Regions from separate parts of the Sus scrofa genome. Here all the other regions are linked to region 2. Evidence: chromatin contacts called from public HiChIP or PLAC-seq data. All regions are on one chromosome and are shown on one strand. Each heading gives the region's core, a stretch centred on a gene start, on an enhancer-like site or on the middle of the called end of the contact. The rest is flanking DNA. Distances are from core to core; before and after follow the strand shown. Region 1 overlaps CTIF (CBP80/20-dependent translation initiation factor). Region 2 overlaps DYM (dymeclin). Region 3 has its middle 34 kb from the start of SMAD7.

Region 1 (2,755 bases), core at 146-2,645, 440 kb before region 2:
AGCAAGACCACAGGCAGGGAAAGTGACCGGTGCCAGTCGGCAGCCTTTGATCACAAGAATCAGTTCAGGAAGAGTCTGTTGAGCCATTTACATTGTGCCAGGTCAAGATCGAGCTGAACTTTAAGGGGCTAATGAGCAAGGGATGGTCTCCATTCATCAAGACCCGCCATACTGTATTGTAAACCATGCTCAGCTCGCCAGCTGATTTCATTTTAATTTTTTAATGATTCTTAAAAATTATAGTTGATTTACAATGTCGTGTCAAGTTCTGCTGTACAAAAAAGTGACCCACTCAGACAGATAGATAGATTCCCTTTCCTATAGTATCTTCCCTCGTGTTCTATCCCAAGAGATTGGATAAGGTTCCCTGTGCTGTGCAGTAGGACCTCATTGCTTATCCATTCTAAGTGCAATAGTTTGCATCTACTAATACCAAGCTCCCAGCCCCTCCCCCTCTCTCCCCCATCTCCCTTGGCAACCACAAGTCTGTGCTCTATGTCACACCATGTGATTTTCTAGCCATCGCCTTATTGTCTTCACCACTATGCATGGGCCTGATGGGACAAGTATACTCCGCTTCATTTTGTGGGATACCAAACTGAGGCCAAAGGAGGTGAATGACTTTCCCAAAGTCACATAGCCCCCAAACAGCAGGTCTTCTGGTCTTCCCACTAGATCATTTCTTAGTAAGGATAACCCACCCCTTTCTGATCTCCAGGTTCTCTCTTCTCTCTTGGGTCATGTTGGATCCCCTGTGGATAAAGAATCTTTCCTTTCTTCCATCCATCTTAATATACATGGAAACCCAAATAAGGGCAGGATGCGCCTCCCATCTTAGCATCCACCTTTTCCCTAAGAAACTTCCCTTTACAAGGTGGCCAAGGGGTGAAAAGGCAGACAGGTCACACCTGCCATGGAGGTCCTTGGGCCCCAAGTGGGGAAGGCCAAGGAAGCGAGAAGGAGCTTCTCCTCAGCCAGTCACTTTCCATCCTTGTTATGTCTAGCCCTGTTATCCTTGCCCACATGGGGAATGGGAGACTCTGGGAGGTCTTGGGGCTTGCCCAGGTCCCAGGGCTGGGTGGGAGTCCAATCATCCAGGCCTGTCTGGCCTTCGAGCCCATTGTGCGGACTCTTGATACACCAGTGGTTTTCAAACATTTTTAGCAGCAGTTATTTTTTCCAAACTCGACTTCAGGCACCTCCTCCACCATGTAAAACAGATCCAGCAGAGGGGCTTGGAGTCTGCCTACCCTCCTGCCCATCATCGCCCCCCCCCCACCACGGTTGGCCCGAGGCTCCTTGGAACAACACGGGGGCCCATCTGGTCTGTGGCCTGGAGCTCACGGCTCACTGAGAGGGCCTGAGCGCTTCCTTTAGGGCCACCCCCACCCCTGCAGCGCTGGGCTCAGAGCCGACATCAAGTCCAGATGGGTAGAACCAAAGGGAATGGCATGTTGCAATAGCCAGGCTCGTTTAGATGGAGCCTGGTGCGAACAGCTTCCTTCTGCATCTTTGCTGAAAATAACAGGCATGACAATTGCTTCCACATCCATAGCCCCGTGGTTTCCAAAGGCAGAGCAGGAGCCAGGATCCCCATTGCACAGCTGCAAATTTTGACCTTCCCGAGCCCACTGGACCTCGAGTCCTTCTTTCCGAGTGCCCCACTTCCCACTGTTGCTTAACTTGTCTTCCCACAAACATTTTGGGAGACAGCTTGATAAAAGCTGTGTGTGCCCCCATTACTGCTTCCCTGAGGGATACTGCTCTGTAAATGTTAATGTGACTTTTGAAAACTTCAGCTGTGTCAAAGTTCAAAGTTGCGGGTGGATTTGGGCTTTAGGCTGAGTCATTCTGGAATCCCCATTATAGGCCAAATCTTTTCGTGAGCACTTCAAGGGGTTTTCTCAAATTCTATAAATAGTTGAATAACGCCTGTGTAATCAGCTATTTTTATCGCTAGCCTTCCAGACAGTTTCAGAAGTAATGTGGCTGCTCATTGAAAGTAGGATTTCACAAGTCTTCAGTTTCCAATTGCTTCCAGAGCATGGCCTGTGGGCCTGGCACCAAACAGTTGGGATCCTGAACATCGTTTCTGCCTGAAGGAGGTGACCTGACCCTCCTGGTAAAACCTGGTCCAGGCAAGAAACTCTGAGAGCAGACTCCAGGAATCTCCAGCAAGCTGGATAAGCTGGGCCTCAGCTCCCACTTCTCTCCCACAGAAAATCATGGACAAGACACCGGTCCACCATGTGCCTTGTTTCTCAAATTGCAGGGCTATGGGGCATAGCGGCTCTTTTCTATTTTGGGGGCTCTCAGTTTTTCCCAGGGGTTTTCACATTTCATCACACCATCACCTCATCGACCCTGTGCAGGTCAGAGAGTCTCTTTCTACTTTACAGATGAGGACACTGATTTTTCACAGATTGGCCTGATAGTCACAGGGTCCCTGGCCCCACTCAGACTCATCGCCTCCTTTATTTGGCAGCTGGCTTGCTCCTTGAGCTGAGGCCATGGTGAGAATGCCCACCTCACTCGCTAAAGAGAGCTTGGTGTGATGGATGAAACCTGCCTGGGCTGGGGCCAGCCCCTGATGGATACCTGCCTCCAAGCCCATGGCCACTCTCTGAGCAGGACTGCAGCCAGGCAGGGAGGAATCCCAATTCTACAGAACTGATGGCTGAGCCCTCTTTTCTGGGGGTACCTGCAGGACAGTTCAGGGCAAAGGCAGACTGCTCTGGTATATAAAAAAAAGGCC
Region 2 (2,764 bases), core at 236-2,735:
TATCTAAAAATATTACACTAAGCGGATGGAAATTTACATGGTACTCATTAAGTTTTAACAACATCCCTTGTTTTAAAGATGATGCTATAATATACATTACAGGTATGGACAAACAAATCAATTTATTAGAGCCATTCCTTTTTACGTGGCATATGTATTTAAAAAGCCTTCTGACTTTGGACAAGGCAACTATTTTTTAAAAAACGTCATCATGGTTCTCCACTGCAGACATTTGCTCTAAAATGCCCAACATGGCCATGCAGGAATGTAGAGCCGGCTTGGTTCCCAGCAACGCACAGTTATGCTATATGGCTTGAAGTTGTATTTCAACGTGTTAATAGCATGTTGCTGTCTGCCCTACTTGTGGTCTAATAACAAGGTCTAAAAAACCACAAATACAGACATTCATTTCAAGCTCCTCTCTAACACTTTCTTTCCAGGAACTTAAGAGTTCAGAGGAAGGGAATGCTGACGGAAATTTCATAAGAAAAGAAAACTTACTTGAAAACAATTGCTTGATTGGATTTGTTTACAATTTATATTCTCAAAGAAACATTTCTATATGTCATTACCTTCCTCCTTGTGTCAAGTGGAGTGGTAGATTGACAGAGCATACATTAAAATGATGACACCCACAGATGCCAAATTGGTTCCAGTGGAGGTGGAGTTGATTGAAGGAAAAAAGACCCAAAGCACATGATCATTATAGAAATAGCTATCAAAGAGAGCTCAGCCTGAGAGTCTTTAAACTTATCTTTATACATCATCTTCTGAAATTAAGAGACTTATTTCTAAAAATCTAGTCTTCAGGGGACATTAATAATGACTATATACTAGATTCAAAACTGTCCTTCAGTGCACACACATCAGTCTACACTAAGTAATCTGGGGTACAAACACTAAGGATGTAATGGATAGACTGGGTTCACAATGAAATAGGTACAAAATAACATATTCAGTACATCTTATGACCATCAAAAAGCTTGCTCACTTCTAAGATCATTATATTTTACAAACTCAACAAAAAAGGCACAAAGATTTATAGCTACTGTAAAATTCTGAAAAAATGTGAGTTCTCAGACTTAATTCTCAACATACGTGCCACAAGTATTAGATCAGTGAAATTAGACAATCTGAAGCCGTGAAAAAAAGCCAATTTCTGTTGAGACTGATTAAATATTTATGTCGCACCTTTCTACAGCAGAGATGGAAAAATACACGCAAGATAAAATGCTATATGATTGTAAGAGTTGAAAATCTATTAAGGGCATTAAAAATAAGAACAAGTCTTCATGGCTAAAAACTCTTTCGGAGACTGTCTTGGAGTCATTTTTCAGTGTGGTCATGGATATACCCTGAAAAGAGCCGCACTCCCTCATCCTTTCACCCACTTTAGTGGGCGTGGTGACACCCACTAAACCCACATCTGTGAGCTGGCGGGCCAGGACGATGGGTGCTGTCTGTCAAGGAATGTGGTCATCGCAAAACGGAAGAAGCTCACTGGCGTAGGTGGGTGGAGATGAAAAGTGTAATCTTGGTTTCACCCGCTCAACGCTCTCATCAGCCTCACAAAAGTATCAGCCTTACTGCCACAGTAACTGACAGACACACCAGCACACCTCCTTCTGGTGGAAAAGATGGCCATGTGTTCCTTGCCTCTGGGTCCTTGCACCTGTTGCCAACTACCTGAAGATGCTCATTGCATCTTCCTGAACTTTTGGCAAACTCCTCTTCCTCCATTCTGTAAGCATGACTCTCCTGTAAGGCTCTCCCTGACTGCTTCAGGCTCACTTTGGTGCTTTCCATTCTAGGTTCCCATTTGACTTGTGCTTACTGACAATATACAACTTAAAACGTGTTATTAACTGTCTTCGCATCTATCTTCCCTCTCAACCACAACCTTTCTGAGGGCAGATCCTGAATGTTTATATCTGTTTCCCTAGCACCCAGCACAATGACTGTCATTAGGCAAGCACAGTATTTACTGATTCACTGGAGGAAGACTGACAAAAATTAATGTTCCATATTCAATGATCCACAGGTTATTCTGTTTATGAGAGTTTGGGTGCATTTATACTACACTGACAATCCCACTGTAGGCTGGGCTGGGATTCAGAGTCATAACCATAAACATAAAATTACTTCCTTCCTTAGGAGAGAGCAAAGGTCTATAAATCACTGGCAACAGGAACTTACATAATAAGGACTTAACTGCTAAATTTTTTTTTAGTTTTAAAAGAATCCCATGATTTGTCCACTTTGTACAAGTGCAAAAGATTTAATTGTATTAATCACCCTCCCTAAATGAACAAAAACTTTTTATTTTCTTTCTATGGAATAAAGAACTGGGATGACATGATTAAGCTCAGAGCTGGCCATCCTGAAATAGTTCTGAAGACCTTACTAGCTATCACTTTGTTCATTCTATGAAAGTTTGTTCATTCTATGAAAGACTTTATGTTATTTTGGATCAAAATTAGCAACAACCTACCTAATTCTAGAACTAGATGCCTATGAAAGGCTTCATATCCTTTTTAACAGAAGTTATAACTGTTGGATATAGGAAATGGCAAAGATGGGATGAAAAAGATCAAAAAAGGGGTTTAAAAAAAAAGCTTACTATGGAAAGACAGACATTCCAAAGTGCTTTGTTTTTACGACAATTCACAGAGGGGAAAAAACAGGGTACAAGAATGATCTATATCATGATAGAAGCTATTTAACTTATTTACCTAGCATCTGAATAAACAGCTCTGTGACTCAT
Region 3 (2,882 bases), core at 19-2,518, 330 kb before region 2:
GCTCCACTGGGCACCAAATAGGCCCCACAGCGAGCCCAGCCTGGCACCCAGGCTACATGCCCTCACCCACCCCCTACCCTCCAGTCAGTGAACTGTTCCTGAATTAATCAAAGTGCTTCCACTGGTGCAAACTCACCCAGGGCTTCCTCCAGCAGCCACTTTGTGTTTGCTAGATTAATTGCAGCTGGGGGACAGGCAGGACTCCATTTTTAGAAAATCATTTCTTTCAGAAGGCGAGGGGCACTTCTGGTTGGGGAAAACTCCTGAGCTGGCAACTCGGGCCTGTGGCTCCAGCACCAGGAAAACCTGGGACTATGCAGGTAGCTCTGCTCATGGGCACCACCCGGGCCCACGCCACCTCCTTCCCCTCCCGGGGTTGGGCCACCCCAGACCACCTGCCCTGGCTCCCACCAGCCTTCACTTCTCGCTCTGGCCTGGCCTGGCCTGGCCTGGGCAGTTTGTTGACACTCTGAGCAGCAAGGAAGCACCCCAATATTGACCCCCCACACACACACATACTGCTAATTGGCTTAGTCGATTGTCTTCTCTCAGCCCCCTTGCTGCACAGCCCCTGCCTATGGCTCCAGGTGAAAAAGAGGGTTGGGGACCCCTCTACGCCACTGCCTTGAATTGAACAGCTAGTAGATTAAGTGCCATGGAGTTTTTTGTAGGTCAAAACAGATAGGACTTCCCGTTGTGGCTCAGCAAGTTAAGAACCCAACTAGTATCCATGAGGATGCAGGTTTTATCCCTGGCCTCCTGTGTTGCCACAAGCTGCGGTGCAGGTTGCAGATGCGGCTCAGATCTGGCATTGCTGTGGCTGTGGTATAGGCCAGCAGCTGCAACTCCAATTTGACCCCTAGCCTGGGAACCTCCATATGCTGCAGGTGGGGCCGTAAAAAGAAAAAGGAAAAACGAAACAACAACGAACAGTCAGATATGAGGAGTCCCTCCTGGTTCAGCCTAATGAGCCCACAGCTAGCTCTTCAGTGCATTCCCCCCAATCCCCCTCCTGGCCCCACCATGCAGGCATAAGGCCCACTTTATGTTTCAGAAATTGAGGTTCAGAGAGCTTAAGTGACTTACCCAAGCGAGCACTCAAACCTCGGTCTCTCTGACTCCAAAACACAGGACCCTGAGTCACATCCCCTGAGTCAGACCCCCACCCACCAGCCCGGCACGCGTTGGGTCACCGTCTAGGGCTGTGCCTCCAGCATAGCTGCAGTGACTACACGCAGACGGCTGGAAGCTCCTCTGGAGGCTGAGCGTGGGGGCCTAATTGTCAGGAATTCTGTTTGCTGTGGGCTTGGGTGCAGTTCCATCCTCTGCCCCCTCAGGCTGTACGTGGGTGTCCTGGGCAGATCAGTCACCTGGAGAGGGTCTGCTCTTCCGGGACCGGCCAAGCCTGCCTGCCTGGTGCCACAGTGCAGGCCGAGGGCGCACACACCAGGAAAATCCAGCGTGGTACACACAAATCTGTACAAACGTCGGGTGGTGTTTCCATTGGCAATCAGATCGGCTTGATCTTTTCAGACCAGAACTTGTTTTAGGGAAAACGTATGTCCAACTCCGTCACCCTTGACCCAGGCCTGCCCGTAGAGATGAGATAGTACAGAGGTGATGAAATCCGATGCTACCACTTACCAGCCAGGGGACCTTGGGCCACTCCTTAACCTCAGTTTATTCATCTGTAGAATGGGGCTCATGAGACCGGTATCTGCTTATAGGATGGTTATAAGGATTATAGCAGATAATCCCAATGTAAAATGCTTGGAACTCTGCTTACCACATAGTCACAACACAATCAGTCTGGCTATTAGTATCATTATTTCCATCCCAAACTAAGCCCACAGTTCTGGCTCTCCCTCCCTCACGGGGACAAGCCTTGTGCCAGAAATTGTTAGGGCAGTGGATCCTCAGAGAGGTCCCAGCTGAGACCCCAGAGTGCCAAAAGCTTACTGTTCAGTGGGGGAGAGAGGCTCTTACACCACTGATGTCTCTTTAGAGCAGAAATTTGTAAGAAGGAGGCTTCCTGGAGGAAGTGTGGTCTGAGCTGCATCCTGAAGGGTGGGACAACCCAAATGAAGAAGGGACTGGATAGTACTTGCTCAGAGGCACGTAAACAAAGTATGTTTAAAGAACTGCAAGTCACTCTGCCTGCCCGGGACAGAGGGGATGTGTGTGTGTGTGCACACGTGTGTTATGTGTGTATGTGTTATGTATGTATTCTGTTTAAGTATGTATAGGTGTGTGCCTGCTTTGTGTTATATGTGTATATGCATATGTGTTGTGCATGTGTGTTATATGTGTGCATGTTGTGTCTGCATGTGTATGTTATGGGTGTATATGTGTGTGTTATGTGTGTGTGTTTGCATGTGTGTTATGTGCATACATGTATGTTTGTTGTGTGTGTGTTATGTATGTATTCTGTATATGTGTGTATGTGTATGACCGCTTTGTGTTATATGCATGCATGTTTATGTATCGTGTGTGTGTGTCTGTATATGTGTGTGCGTGTGTATGTTATGGGGTGTATGTGTGTATTGTGTGTCTGCATGTGTGTTATGCGTGTGTATGTGTGGGTCTATATATGTATGTATTGTGTGTCTGCGTGTCTGCGTGAGTATGTGTGTGTTAAAGGGTGAGGCTGGCAGAGGCAGATGCTGAAAGGGCACCTGGAACAGAGGAAGGAAGGCCAAGGAGTCACTAGAAGGCCCTGGACTCAATCGTACTAGTGGGGAGAGAGCAGGGGCCCATACGTGAGAAAGCTTTGCGTTGTATAATTATGGGTAGAATGAGGCAGGGATCTGGATTTCTGTGTCATGGTGGGGGATGGGGCAAGGGAGGTGGGAGAATCTGGCTTCTGGCCAGAGCAGCTGAGG

The links. HiChIP or PLAC-seq counts read pairs in DNA pulled down with a chosen protein or histone mark.
Region 1: an H3K27ac HiChIP or PLAC-seq map of alveolar macrophages shows a contact between it and region 2. The contact joins two enhancer-like sites. A contact is called at or near these places in 1 of 47 Hi-C or Micro-C datasets (embryonic fibroblasts) and 1 of 2 datasets of contacts at active chromatin or transcription factors (alveolar macrophages).
Region 3: a contact with region 2 is called in an H3K27ac HiChIP or PLAC-seq map of alveolar macrophages. The contact joins two enhancer-like sites. A contact is called at or near these places in 1 of 47 Hi-C or Micro-C datasets (embryonic fibroblasts) and 1 of 2 datasets of contacts at active chromatin or transcription factors (alveolar macrophages).

What each region holds. Positions count from the first base shown.
Region 1 is chr1:98,394,691-98,397,445 of Sscrofa11.1, forward strand. The region is part of intron 9 of CTIF (CBP80/20-dependent translation initiation factor); the gene reads left to right. Among named protein-coding and RNA genes, the nearest start is that of SMAD7, 150 kb to the right of the region's middle. Within about 2 kb of position 1,396, at least 9 of the 83 cell types and tissues checked have an H3K27ac peak or open chromatin away from gene starts, as enhancers often do. A contact at or near this core is called in alveolar macrophages, where this site is marked.
Region 2 is chr1:98,832,421-98,835,184 of Sscrofa11.1, forward strand. All of the region lies in intron 13 of DYM (dymeclin), which reads right to left. Among named protein-coding and RNA genes, the nearest start is that of DYM, 190 kb to the right of the region's middle. Within about 2 kb of position 1,486, at least 6 of the 83 cell types and tissues checked have an H3K27ac peak or open chromatin away from gene starts, as enhancers often do. A contact at or near this core is called in alveolar macrophages, where this site is marked.
Region 3 is chr1:98,507,168-98,510,049 of Sscrofa11.1, forward strand. No RefSeq gene overlaps it. Among named protein-coding and RNA genes, the nearest start is that of SMAD7, 34 kb to the right of the region's middle. Within about 2 kb of position 1,269, at least 10 of the 83 cell types and tissues checked have an H3K27ac peak or open chromatin away from gene starts, as enhancers often do. A contact at or near this core is called in alveolar macrophages, where this site is marked.